Linked DNA regions of Mus musculus: region 2 is linked to region 1. A link is a contact called in public Hi-C data. All regions are on one chromosome and are shown on one strand. The core of a region is the stretch at or near the end of the contact, and the rest is flanking DNA. Distances in the headings are between cores, read along the strand shown. Region 1 holds the start of Ccdc9 (coiled-coil domain containing 9). Region 2 holds the start of Ccdc8 (coiled-coil domain containing 8).

The links. A called contact is a pair of places that touch in the nucleus more often than the background predicts.
Region 2: a contact with region 1 is called in a Hi-C map of nephron progenitors, with 5 times the contacts expected there. The contact joins the promoter of Ccdc8 here to the promoter of Ccdc9 in region 1. A contact is called at or near these places in 1 of 484 Hi-C or Micro-C datasets (nephron progenitors), 1 of 115 datasets of contacts at active chromatin or transcription factors (memory CD8 T cells) and 1 of 9 other capture datasets (adipose tissue).

The regions. Positions count from the first base shown.
Region 1 is chr7:16,284,669-16,290,996 of GRCm38.p6, forward strand. Ccdc9 (coiled-coil domain containing 9) reads right to left here and starts at 2,112. Exons shown (of 14, transcript NM_001382411.1): 1 at 2,032-2,112.
Region 2 is chr7:16,990,938-16,997,173 of GRCm38.p6, forward strand. It overlaps Ccdc8 (coiled-coil domain containing 8), which reads left to right and starts at 2,965. Exons shown (of 1, transcript NM_001101535.2): 1 at 2,965-6,236. The coding sequence starts at 3,651. The coding sequence ends at 5,708.

The sequences.
Region 1 (6,328 bases), core at 862-3,361:
ATTCTCAAGTACTAGCCTCGCCTCTCTAAACACAAACCCCGCCCTTCAGTTCTAGATCCACCCATGCAATTAGTCAGACCCACCTTGGGAAAATTCTGACCCACCCCTGTAACTCATACTAATTCCTCCAAAGGCGTCAGTCCAGGCTCCATTTCCTATGACAATTTTAGCCAGGATCTGGATCTCAATAGGTCAGCTACAATCTTTCCTTCCAACCTGCAAAAGTTACTTCTAGAGGGCCAGAGGGATCTCCTGGAGTAAAGGTGCTTGCTGCAAGCCTGGAGACCTGAGTTCAATCCCCAGGACCCACAAAGGAGGAGAGAAATGATTCCCACCAGTTGTCCTCCGACCTCCATGTGATCCCGCACACATGCACAAAATAAATAAATCATAATGAAAGCCGGACAGTGGTGGCGCACGCCTTTAATCCCAGCACTTGGGAGACAAGAGGCAGGCGGATTTCTGAGTTTGAGGCCAGCCTGGTCTACAGAGTGAGTTCCAGGACAGCCAAGGCTCGAAAAACAAAACAAACAAACAAAAATCATAATGAAAAACGGTTCCAACTCTGTCTGCCCAACACGGACTTTAGTCCATGACTCCCCAGCCCCCAGCATCCTAAAAAGGCACTCATCCTACCAAGGCGGAAAAGATTCAGCAAGCAGGCCCAGGATCCACCGCAGGGGCCTTCCTGGACCAGACTTGACCTTCATAGTGATACTCAAGGCAGATGACAGAACTTCTACAGAGGCTTACAAGAGAAAACTGCCAGCAGCAACCGCATCCCTGACCTGCAAAAACGTCTGTGGTCCCACCCCTACCTAGGGTGAAACTTCAAGCCCCTCCTTTCCCTCCAGACTTCTGGCCCCGCCCACCAAAAATTCACACTCTGGCGCCACCTCCAATTTAACTGGCCCGCCCCCCAACAGACTGGGAAACATTCTGACCCCGCCTCTGAGTTCCCTACTTCCCTGCCTGTGTTTGGCCCCGCTCCCCAGCTCAGTAAAAACTTCCTAACTCTATCCCCGCCATTCGCCATTCTCCACCAGCACCCTAGCCCCACCCGCAAAATCCCTGACATCGTAGCTCCACCTCCACCCAGTCTCAGCCAGCCCCTGGACCCTCCCCTAGCTTCTGGGCAAGAATCAGGACCCAGCACCAGAACCAAAAAACTTTCCTGCCTAGCCCAGGAAGTCTCCGCCCCAAACACTAGTCCCATGCAATAAATAATGTAACCACGCCCTAGTGCAGCAATCAATACCTAAAACACTGAGGACAACATTCCGGCTACACCCCCAGCATCTTGACCAAACCCAGCACAACACCGCAACTCAGTCATCACCTCTTCACTCAAAGCCCAAACCCTGCCCCTTTCCCCACTCCCCTCCAAACTTTGGCCCCGCCCCAAACACATCCACCCCCCCTTAGCTCCACCCCTGGCCCTCATGACCACGCCCTGTGGCACTCCCTACAGCAAAGACTAACTTGTAAGGCCCCAAGCAATACTCTAGCCCCGCCCCCATCTTACTCCGCCCACCATTTTTGACCACTCCCCCAGGTTCACCCGCCTACCGACCAAACTCCACCCCTTACACGCCCCAACACTTTAGCCCCGCCCCCAGTTTCCACCGTGCTAACGCCCAGACTCCGCCTCTTATCCCCATCCTACACTCTTTGATCCCGCCCCCAGCGTCTCCGCCCAACGTCCCGAGCCGGGCCCCTAGTCCTCCAGGCAAAACTCTGGCCCCGCCCCCAGACCGACACAGCGTTGCAAGCCCCGCCCCACTCTGGCAGCCGCCAGGGCTTCGGGCCTGCCAGCACCCGCGCGTCTGGCTCTGCCCACGTGTTCACCGCCCAACCTCAGCACCCCTCAAGCGACACATGTGGGCGTCGGGTTCCCGCCCCCCGCAGAGTACCCTGACCCCGCCCCCGCCGGCGGCTCGCCTCCCAGTCCGCGCGCGTTCACGCTCCCCTCACGTGGGCGACCAGGCCCCGCCCTCTCCGGGCGCGCTCCCGGCCCCCTCCCCCGGTCACCTGTCCCGGAGACCCCGCGGTGTCTGCGACTCCGGCTTCGTCCGCCTTCGCGTCCACAGCTCCCGGGCCTCACTCGTCACTTCCGGCCCGCACCACGTGAAGAGAGGAAATAAGTAGGGCACTTCCGGTCTTGACATCCCATTTCCGGGTGCCTTAAAGGGTCCGCACCCGCTCAGGCTCTGCAGAAGGTAGCAGAAGCCTGTTTCTTCTTTCTGATTTCAGGGATTGGACTGGGGGCACGAGGTGGGACTTGAACCCACAGACATGTAGCCCTAAATCTCTGGGCTCCTTTTTTGGCTTACTGATTTCCGATTTTACTAAGTAGAAATCAGACATTTTACAGGGACCCCAGAAAACCTAAACTGGTTTCATTACCTCTTCTTGCAAATGAAACCTTAATTATAGAAACTGTAACCAATTCATAAAAATAGAAAAAAAAATTTAATCAACTATATAGGGGCTGGAGAGATTGCTCAGTAGTTAAGAACACTGTCTGCTCCTCCAGAGTTCAATCCCCAGCAACCACATGGTGACTCACAACGATCTGTAATGGAATCCAATTCCCTCTTCTGGTCTGTCTGAAGACAGTGACAGTGCACTCACATGAAGTCTTTAAAATATATATATATATATATATTTTTTTTTTTTTTAAATCAACATTATCCAGGCGTGGTGGCACAAGCCTTTGATCCCAGCACTTGGGAGGCAGAGGCAGGCGGATTTCTGAGTTCGAGGCCAGCCTGGTCTACAGAGTGAGTTCCAGGACAGCCAGGACTACACAGAGAAACCCTGTCTTGAAAAAAAAAAAAAAAAAAAAAAGGAAAAAAGTCAACTACAAAGCTGGGCGTCGTGGCAAAATACGTCCACTACAAAAGCAATGTTCTTTCTGATTTGAAGAAGCAACAAAAAGGAGCTAGTAGAATCTTCCAAGTTATTTAAAGCATGCCTTTTTTTGTATTTATAATAATTAAAAATAACTTATCAGATATGTCTATTTTATCAACTGGCAAAACAATAAAAGTACAATAAATTCATATTAAAAAATCAACTATACAAAGCTGGGTGTCATGCCTCTAATTACAGCACTTGGGAGACTGAGGCAGGAGGATTGCCTCGGGGTCAAAAACAGCATGATAGATAGATAGATAGAGAGAGAGAGAGAGAGAGAGAGAGAGAGAGAGAGGGAGGGAGGGAGGGAGGGAGGGAGAGAAAAAGCAGGGTGACATGGCTGAGAGAGTAAAGACACTGGGCCAATTATGACCTCAGTTTGACCCCTGGACTGTCAGGTGCACAACCTCTTCTACCTGTTGAGCAATGTGCTGGCACTTTAATTATTACTTTTTTAAAAAAAAAATATCTGTACTGGCTTGGTTTGTTGTCCTTAACACAAGTTAGAGTCATCAGAGAGGTAGGAGCCTCAGTTGTGAAAATGCTGCCATGTAAGTCACCATGTGGTTGCTGGGGATTGATCCAGCTGTAGGGCATTTTCATAATTAGTGATTGATGGGGGAGGGCCTAGCCCATTGTGAGTGGTGCCTGATCTCTGAACTGATGGTCCTGGGTTCTATAGGAAAGCAGGCTGAGACAGCTGTTGGGAAGCAAACCAGTAAGTACCACTCCTTCATGACCTCTGCATTAACTGCTGCCCCCAGGTTGTAGCTTTTTGGTGTTTGTCTGGAGAGCAAACACACTGGGTTCCTACTCTGATTAAGTTCCTATCCTGACTTTCTCCAATGATGGATTTTGATATGAAAACCAACCAAATAAACCCTTTACTCCCAACTTGCTTTCTGGTCACGTGTTGCATCTCAGCAATAAAATGTTGACTAAGACAATATCTCAGTTGGCCCCAAACTCCTGACTCTCCTGCTTCAGCCTCTTCAGTGCTAGGGTAGGATTACAGGTCTGAGCAGCTCTGCCCACCAAACTGACCACCTTAAGCTGCTGTAAGATATCCCATCTGACAAATGGCCACAATATGTCCAACCTGTCTCATGGGTGTTAGAGTTATTTCTGTTAGCAGGAATTGCCAACAATACTTCACTGAAATTCAACAGGGGCAACTCTGCCTGTCTGCCTGTCTGTCTGTGTACCTGCTTGCCTGCCTACATGCCTGTCTGTGTGCCTGTGTGCCTGTGTGCCTGTGTGCCTGTGTGCCTGTCTGTCTGTGTACCTGCTTGCCTGCCTACATGCCTGCATGCCTGTCTGTGTGCCTGCCTGCCTGTTTGCCTGTGTGTGTGTGTGTGTGTGTGTGTGTGTGTGTGTGTGTGTGTGTGTGTGTTGTACACAAAGCAGGCTCGTGACCAGGTTCTGTCACTTAGCTACATCTGCAGTCTAATTTTGTTGTTCTTTTGTTTTTCTTTTAAACAGAAACATAAGCTGGCCCTGGGCAGTGGTGGTGAGCACCTTAAATCCCAACACTAAGGAGGCTAAATGGGAGTTCAAGGCCAGCCTGTTCTACATAGTGAGTTTCAGGACAGCCAGAGCTACACAGAAAGACCCTATCTCACAAAATGTTTATGTGTATGTGTGTGTGTTGGGGGGGTTCACCTGCATGTATTTCTGTGTACCACTTGAGAGTCATCATGTGGGTGCTGGAAACTGAACTTGGTTCCCCTACAAAAGTATTTCTTGCTGGGCATGGTGGCACATGCCTTTAATCCCAGCACTTGGGAGGCAGAGGATTTCTGAGTTCGAGGCCAGCCTGATCTACAGAATGAGTTCCAGGACAGCCAGAGAAACCCTGTCTCAAAAAAACAAACAAACAAACAAACAAAAGTATTTCTTTTCCTTTTTTCTTTTGGTTTTTCGAGACAGGGTTTCTCTGAGTAGCCCTGGCTGTCCTGGAACTCATTCTGTAGACAACACTGGCCTCGAACTCAGAAATCCGCCTGCCTCTGCCTCCCGAGTGCTGGGATAAAGGCGTGTGCCACCACTGCCAGGCATTACAAAGGTATTAAGCACTCTTTTTTCTTTTAAGATTTATTTATTTCCGGGGCCTAGCAAACACAGAAGTGGATGCTCACAGTCAGCTATTGGATGGAACACAGGGCCCCCAATGGAGGAGCTAGAGAAAGTACCCAAGGAGCTAAAGGGAACTGCAACCCTATAGGTGGAAAAACATTATGAACTAACCAGTACCCCAGAGCTCTTGACTCTAGCTGCATATGTATCAAAAGATGGCCTAGTCGGCCATCACTGGAAAGAGAGGCCCATTGGACTTGCAAACTTTATATGCCCCAGTACAGGGGAACGCCAGGGCCAAAAAGGGGGAGTGGGTGGGTAGGGGAGTGGGGGGGAGTGTATTGGGGACTTTTTGGATAGTATTGGAAATGTAAATGAGGAAAATACCTAATTAAAAAATAAATAAATAAATAAAAGATTTGTTTATTTTATGTATATAAGTACACTGTAGCTGTCTTCAGACATACCAGAAGACCCCTTTACCGATGGCTGTGAGCTACCATGTGGATGCTGGAATTGAACTCAGGACCTTTGGAACAGCAGTCAGTGCTCTTAACCACTGAGCAATCTCTCCAGCCCAGTATAGCACTCTTATCCACTGAACCAATCTGCACACTTTAGTTTTTTGAGATAGGCTCTTCCTATGTGTCTAAGCTGTCTTCAAATTCCAGATGATTCTCCTGTCTCTGTCTCCCGAGTGCTGGGATTACAGATGTAAACTACTCTGCCCATGCCCATTTTTTCATTTCTTTAATGGGGGGGGGGGGGGAGCACACACGCTGTGGCGCACGTGGTGACCAGAGGACAACCTACAGAAGTTTGTTCTCTCCTACCATGTGGGATCCAGGGAGAAACCCATAAAGACTGTAGAGAGGGGACTGGAGAGATGGCTCAGTGGTTAAGAGCACTGACTGCTCTTCCCAAGATCCTGAGTTCAAATCCCAGCAACCACATAGTGGCTCACAACCACCCAGAATGAGATCTGCCGCCCTCTTCTGGTGTGTCTGAAGTCAGCTACAGTGTACTTACATAAAAATAATAAATAAATCTTTAAAAAAAAAAAAAAGAAAAGAAAAGACTTGGCAGGAGGCTCCTGTACCCACCTAGCCAGAGCCACCTTGCCTACCTGTTTTGTTTTGAGGGGTTTTTTTTTGTTTGTTTGGTTTTTTTTTGCGGGGGGGTGGTGGGGGGAAGAATGTTTATTTTCTAAGATAGAGTCTTACAGTGTAGCCCTGGCTGGTCTGGAACTCTGTATTGTAGACCAGGGTGTTCTCAAAGCATAGAAATCCATCTGCCTCTGCCTGCTGAGTGCCAGGATAGCAGGTAAGAGCCA
Region 2 (6,236 bases), core at 1,715-4,214, 710 kb after region 1:
AAGTTATAAATTATATTATGGTTCTACCTCTGGTTGGATGATTTAAAACACCCAGCAGAAATGACCAGGGGCTGGTAATTATAAGAATATCAAACATCTGTGATTTTCACTTTTAAGATGTATGTGTGTATGTGCACACACACACACACACACACACACACACACACACACACACACGGCTGGGAATTATAGTTAGAAATTGAATCCTTGGGCTGGAGAGATGGCTCAGCAGTTAAGAGCACCAACTGCTCTTCCAGAGGTCCTGAGTTCAATTCCCAGCAACCACATGGTGGCTCACAACCATCTGTAATGGGCATCCGATGCTGTCTTCTGCTGTGTCTGGAGGCAGTGACAGTGTGCCCACATACATGAAATAAATATATAGCCAGAGTGGGGGGAGAAATTAAGCCCTTGAACTTTTGATCTTCCTGTCTCGGCCTCCAGAGAAGCCTGGATCACACGATTAGAACCAGGTTAAGAAGATTTTAAAATTAGACCTATTTTACCTGTATGTATGCATGTGTACCATGTGTCTGCCGGGTTCCCCTGGAGGTCAAAAAGAGGCACGGGATCCCCTGGACCTGGAGTTACAGATGCTTGTGAGAGCCACCATGTGGGAGCTGAACTTGGTCCTCGTCAAAGAGCAGGAAGCGCTTGAACTCTCCAGGATCATCTCCAGCCCCATGATTTAGGGTTCTTTATAACCCCCACCCAATGCTTGCTAGACAAATGCTCCCCCACAGAGCTAAATCCCCAACCTCAAGACTTAGAATTCACACGCCACCACTTTTAAAAGCCCTTGCGGGGTGTGGTAGGGGTGTCTTGGCTTCTCTTCAAAGCACCTCTGCTTTGGGGAAGAGGCCTAAGGAAGGCTGGAGGGGCCAGAGGAGGGGCTGCCTCTGTGCCTGCTGTGTGGAAGTTCCCAGCTTCTCCCCTAAGCTCAGCCAGGGCCCCTTGTTGCCTTGGAGACCACTAGTCACGTTCAAGGCCTTGGGCTGAGCAGCTAGAATTCCATGTCGTGAAGAGGAGGAAAGTTCACCTAAGCAGAGCCAGCAAAAGCGTCCTCCCTCCTACCCCCAATGGGGACGTTGAAGCCAGGACAGGACCCAAACAAAGCACCCCACCCCGACTCCAAACCTGAACCTGAAAAATCCTCTCCTGCACCTTCTTTTTCTCCGTCCCCTTTCCCTTTTCCTCATTGCTCATGATCTGCCTCCAAGGTTTTTCTGGGTTAAATAAAATCACAAATGTTTATCTTACTTTAATTTTTTTTTTTTATGATTGTGTGTGTGCGCTCACGCACGCGCGCTCTCGCTTGCGTAACCTTTGCAGGCATGCTTCTTGTGAAGGTTAGAAGGTATCAGATCCCCATCAACTGGAGTTCTGGGTGACTGTAAGCCACTACGTGGGTGCTGGGAACCGAATCCTCTATAAGAGCAGCAAGCGCTCTTAATCACAGAGACACCTCTCCAGCCCCTGGGTCTCTTGTAGCTCAGGCTGGTGTGAGCTCTCTGAAGTTGCGAGTGACCTTACCCTCCTCATCCCCCTGCCTTCAATTACTGCGATCACAAGTGTGCATCCCATGCCTGATATATGTTCTTATATTGATATTAAAGTCACTTCCTTACCTGGCCGTTGTTGTTGTTGCTTAAGCCTGATAATAGTGGCCTACGTAAAGCCTAGTAGACAGAGGCTGAGGCAGGAGGATCCCTGAAAGTTTGAGGCCACGTGGGATACATAAACTAAGAACTGAGGGTACAACATCTCTGTGATCTTAAAGGTTTTTTTATTTTTAAGAAAATTTTTTATTTAAAAAATATATTTATTTTATGTGCTTTGGTGTTTTGATGTATATCAGTGGGGGGGGGGTGTTAAATCCCCTAGAGGTGGGGTTACAGACATTTATGAGCATTATGTGGGTGCTGGGAATTGAACCCAGGTCCTCTGAAAGAGCAGCCTGTGCTTTTAACCATGGAGCCATTTCTCCAACTCCAAGAAAATATTTTACTTTAAAAACGTGTTTATCGGGCTGGGCATGGTGGCGCACGCCTTTAATCCCAGCACTTGGGAGGCAGAGGCAGGTGGATCTCTGAGTTCGAGGCCAGCCTGGTCTACAAAGTGAGTTCTAGGACAGCCAAGGCTACACAGAGAAACCCTGTCTCGAAAAACAAACAAACAAACAAACAAACAAACAAAACCCGTGTTTATCGTGTGTGAATTAATATATGTACAATCTGTGTATAGGGGTGCACATGTGGAGATTGAACAATAACTTTGTAGAATTGGTTTTATGTGGGTTCTGGGATTGAATTCAGGCTTTGGGGAAATGTTTTTACCCATTGGGTTATCTTGTGTGCCCCTTTTTGTGTGCATGAATGTCTTCTCTCTCTCTCTCTCTGTGTGTGTGTGTGTGTGTGTGTGTGTGTGTGTGTGTGTGTGTGTGTGTGTACCACGTATATGCAGTGCTCACAGAGATCAGAAGAGGGTATTGGATCCCCTGGAACTGGAAATAAACAGGGTTTTGAGCCATCGTATTGGTTCTGGGAGTCAAACCCAGGTCTTACATAAAGGTAGCCCATGCTCCTAACCATTGAGCCACCTCTAGTCCCATCCCCTTAATTTTAAACGCACGTTCATAATTGCAATAGCCTTCAAAGGATTTGAGCCATCAGCACTCGCACCTTTTGGGCTTGCACGTCTAGGATGGCAGGTTGGGGGACCCGTTGCCTTTTGGGAAGGATGATGACGTGGGTTTTGGCTGCAGCTAAGGGAAGCCCTGGCCCCATTGAGGCTCTGGGGGGCAGCCACACCTCTGTGGGGGAGGAGAGGGAGGCTGCCCTGAAGGGGAGTGGACAGCCCCGCTGCCAGTCTTCCCAGGCTTAGAGTGTAAGATGAGAAGGAGAAGGTGGGCCTCACCCAGGAGGGGAGGGCGCCCAGAAACTTCCTGCGGCTCTCAGCTCCACCACAGACTGAGCGCAAGGTCAGTTTGGAGCGGGTGGCAGACTGCCTGGGGGCGGGAGACCCTCCTCGGGGCTGGGCGGAGGCCTTTAAGCACCTCGCCATATTGAAAGGCCACGCTGAGCCGTCTTTGTCTGCAGAGTCCTCCCAAGAACTTTCAGCTATATCCTGGTGTCTGGGGCAAGGGAGAAGCGATCGGAGCTCGTGGGACCCCAACTTGGAGCCGGGACACTGGCGATTCCAGTTTGGACTGAACTTTGAGCCTCGGGAATGAGCGTGCTTCAGTTCATGTAAGCATCCTGGAAAACTGCTTGCTACAACTCCGAGGGGGTTGGGGAAGCCAACTTGGACTTGTTTCCTGAAGAGAAAATTGTAGGGAGGAGACACTCTGTGCGAGCAGAGTTGCTAGGACTGTCCACCGCCCCCTCCCCAAGACTAGCAGCCAAGTGTCTGGGCTTTTTGCCCCCACTCGAGCGTCCACGCTGGAGATCTTAAAGACTCTCGAAAAAAGCCACGTAGGGGGATGGTTCCCCTGGGGCTTCCTTCCGTCTCCCGATTGCCTGATCCTCTGGAGTGTCCCCGACGTCTGCAAAGATGTCGATCTGGACGTGTTAGTGGAGGCCTTAAGGCCTGTGGGCACCTTTAAGAAAATCGGAAAGGTGTTCCGCAAAGAAGAGGACTCCACGGTGGGGATGCTGCAGATTGGGGAGGATGTTGACTATCTGCTCATCCCCCGGGAGGTCCGCCTGGCTGGGGGCGTGTGGAGAGTCATCTCCAAGCCTGCAACGAAGGAAGCTGAGTTTCGGGAGCGGCTAATCCAGTTTTTGCAGGAGGAGGGCCGCACCCTGGAAGATGTGGCCCGTATCATCGAAAAGAGCACTCCACACCCACCCCAACCCCGCAAAAGAACCAAGGAGCTGAGAGTGAGGAGAGTCCCGCAGATGGTCACTCCTCCACTTCGGCTGGTTGTAGGTACCTATGACAGCAGCAATGGCAGCGACAGTGAGTTGAGTGACTTCGATACCTCCAAAGTCAAAGGCAACAGGAGCTCCTCCGGGAGGACCAGGAAGGTGCGCAAAATGCCGGTCAGTTACTTGGGCAGCAAATTCCTGGGCAGCGATGTGGAGAGTGAGGATGATCAGGAGCTGGTGGAGGCCTTCCTCCGCCGTGGGGAGAAGCCCAGCGCGCCTCCTCCACGACGCCGAGTCAATCTTCCAGTGCCCATGTTTGAGAACAACCTGGGGCCCCAGCCATCCAAGGCCGACAGATGGAGGGAGTATGTTAGCCAGGTGTCCTGGGGGAAGCTGAAACAGAGGGTGAAGGGCTGGGCACCCAGATCAGGCTCCGAGGTGGGCCAGACCCAGCAGGCCTCCACAGCAGCTGAGAGGGCTGGAGAAATGAGACACAGCCAAGCCAGCTCGGACGATGATAGCTCCAGAAACACAGGAGACCGGAGTGACCAGATGCTGGGTACTAGACGCTGGAAGCCCAAGATCAAGTGGGTTTCCCTGAGACGATGCAGGAAGGAGCAGGTGCCACCCTTCGCTCAGGGAACAGGCATGCCAGCTGAGGAGCACCCAGAGGCTGCAGAGAACCAGGGGGCAGAGGCTGCAGCTAACCAGAGGGCAGAGCCTCTAGCTAGTCCAAGGGCAGAGGCTGCAGCTAGTCCAAGGGCAGAGACTGCAGCTGATCCAAGAGTAGAGGCTGTTGCTAGTCCAAGAGCAGAGGCTGCAGCTAGTCCAAGGGCAGAGGCTGTAGCTGATCCAAGAGCAGAGGCTGCAGCTAGTCCAAGGGCAGAGGCTGCAGCTAGTCCAAGGACTGAGGCTGCAGCTAGTCTCAGGGCAGAGGCTGTTGCTAGTCCCAGGGCAGAGGCTGCAGCTAGTCCAAGGGCAGAGGCTGCAGCTGATCCAAGAGCAGAGGCTGCAGCTAGTCCAATAGCAGAGGCTGCTGCTAACCAGAAGGCAGAGCTTGTAGATAGTCCAAGGGCAGAGACTGCAGCTGATCCAAGAGCAGAGGCTGCAGCTAGTCCAAGGGCAGAGGCTGTAGCTGATCCAAGAGTAGAGGCTGCAGCTAGTCCAATAGCAGAGGCTGCTGCTAACCAGAAGGCAGAGCTTGTAGATAGTCCAAGGGCAGAGACTGCAGCTGATCCAAGAGCAGAGGCTGCAGCTAGTCCAAGGGCAGAGGCTGCAGCTGATCCAAGAGCAGAGGTTGCAGCTAGTCCAAGGGCAGAGGCTGCAGCTAGTCCAAGGGCAGAGGCTGAAGCTAGTCCAAGGGCAGAGGCTGCAGCTAGTCCAAAGGCAGAGGCTGAAGCTAATCTGAGGGTAGAGGCTGCAGCTTATCTCAGGGCAGGAGTCCCACCTGACCAGAGGGCAGAAGCCATAGATAGTCAGAGGGCAGAGGGCCCAGCTAACCAAAGAACTGGTGCTACAGAAAATCAGAGGGTGGAGGTCCTAGCTGACCAAAGGGCAGGGGTCCTCCATGACCAGAGGGAGGAGGCAGGACCTCAGGGTATACAGGAAGCCTCAGCTGGTTCGGGATCTAGGGCCCAGAAACAGGTAAAGACAGTGAGGTTCCAGACCCCAGGACGCTTCTCATGGTTTCGCATGCGCAGGAGAGTCTTCTGGCACACTCCCAGGTTGCCAACCCTGCCCAGGAGAGTCCCCAGGGCAGGTGAGGCCAGGAGCCTCCGGGTACTAAGGGCTGACATCAGAGCAGATGTGGAACACAGAGAGCAAGAAGAACAGCTGTAAGGGAAGCCCAGTGCCCCTGCCCCCTGCCTGCCTTTGTTAGCTACTGGGATGCCTCTCTCCTTTTCAGGTTCCTTCTCTCTCCATGTTTGAAAATGGGGGGGGGGCAGGGGTGAGGGGTCAGGCAGCACCGCCCACACCTTTCCTCCCCTTTCCACCCTCATTCTCTAACCTTTCCTCTTCTTCCCTCTCCCTTTCTTCTCTCTCTTTTTCTTTCCTTCTGTCTCTATTTTTTATTTAAGACAGAGTCTTGCTATGCAGCCCCGATGGCCTGGTGCTCCATATATAATTGGCCTCAAACTCACAGTAGTCGTCTACCTTAGGGCCCAGAGTACTAGGGTTACAGGTGTGTGCCTCTACATCTGGCCCCAATGACCCTCTTTTGTTTTGTGTTGTTTGAGACAGGGTCTCTCTATCTAGCCCCAGCTGGCCTGGAACTCGCAGTGTAGACCAGGCTGGCCTTGAACTCACAGATCTGGATGGCTGCCTCTGCTAGGACTACAGGCATGTGCCACCATGCCCATCTTTCAG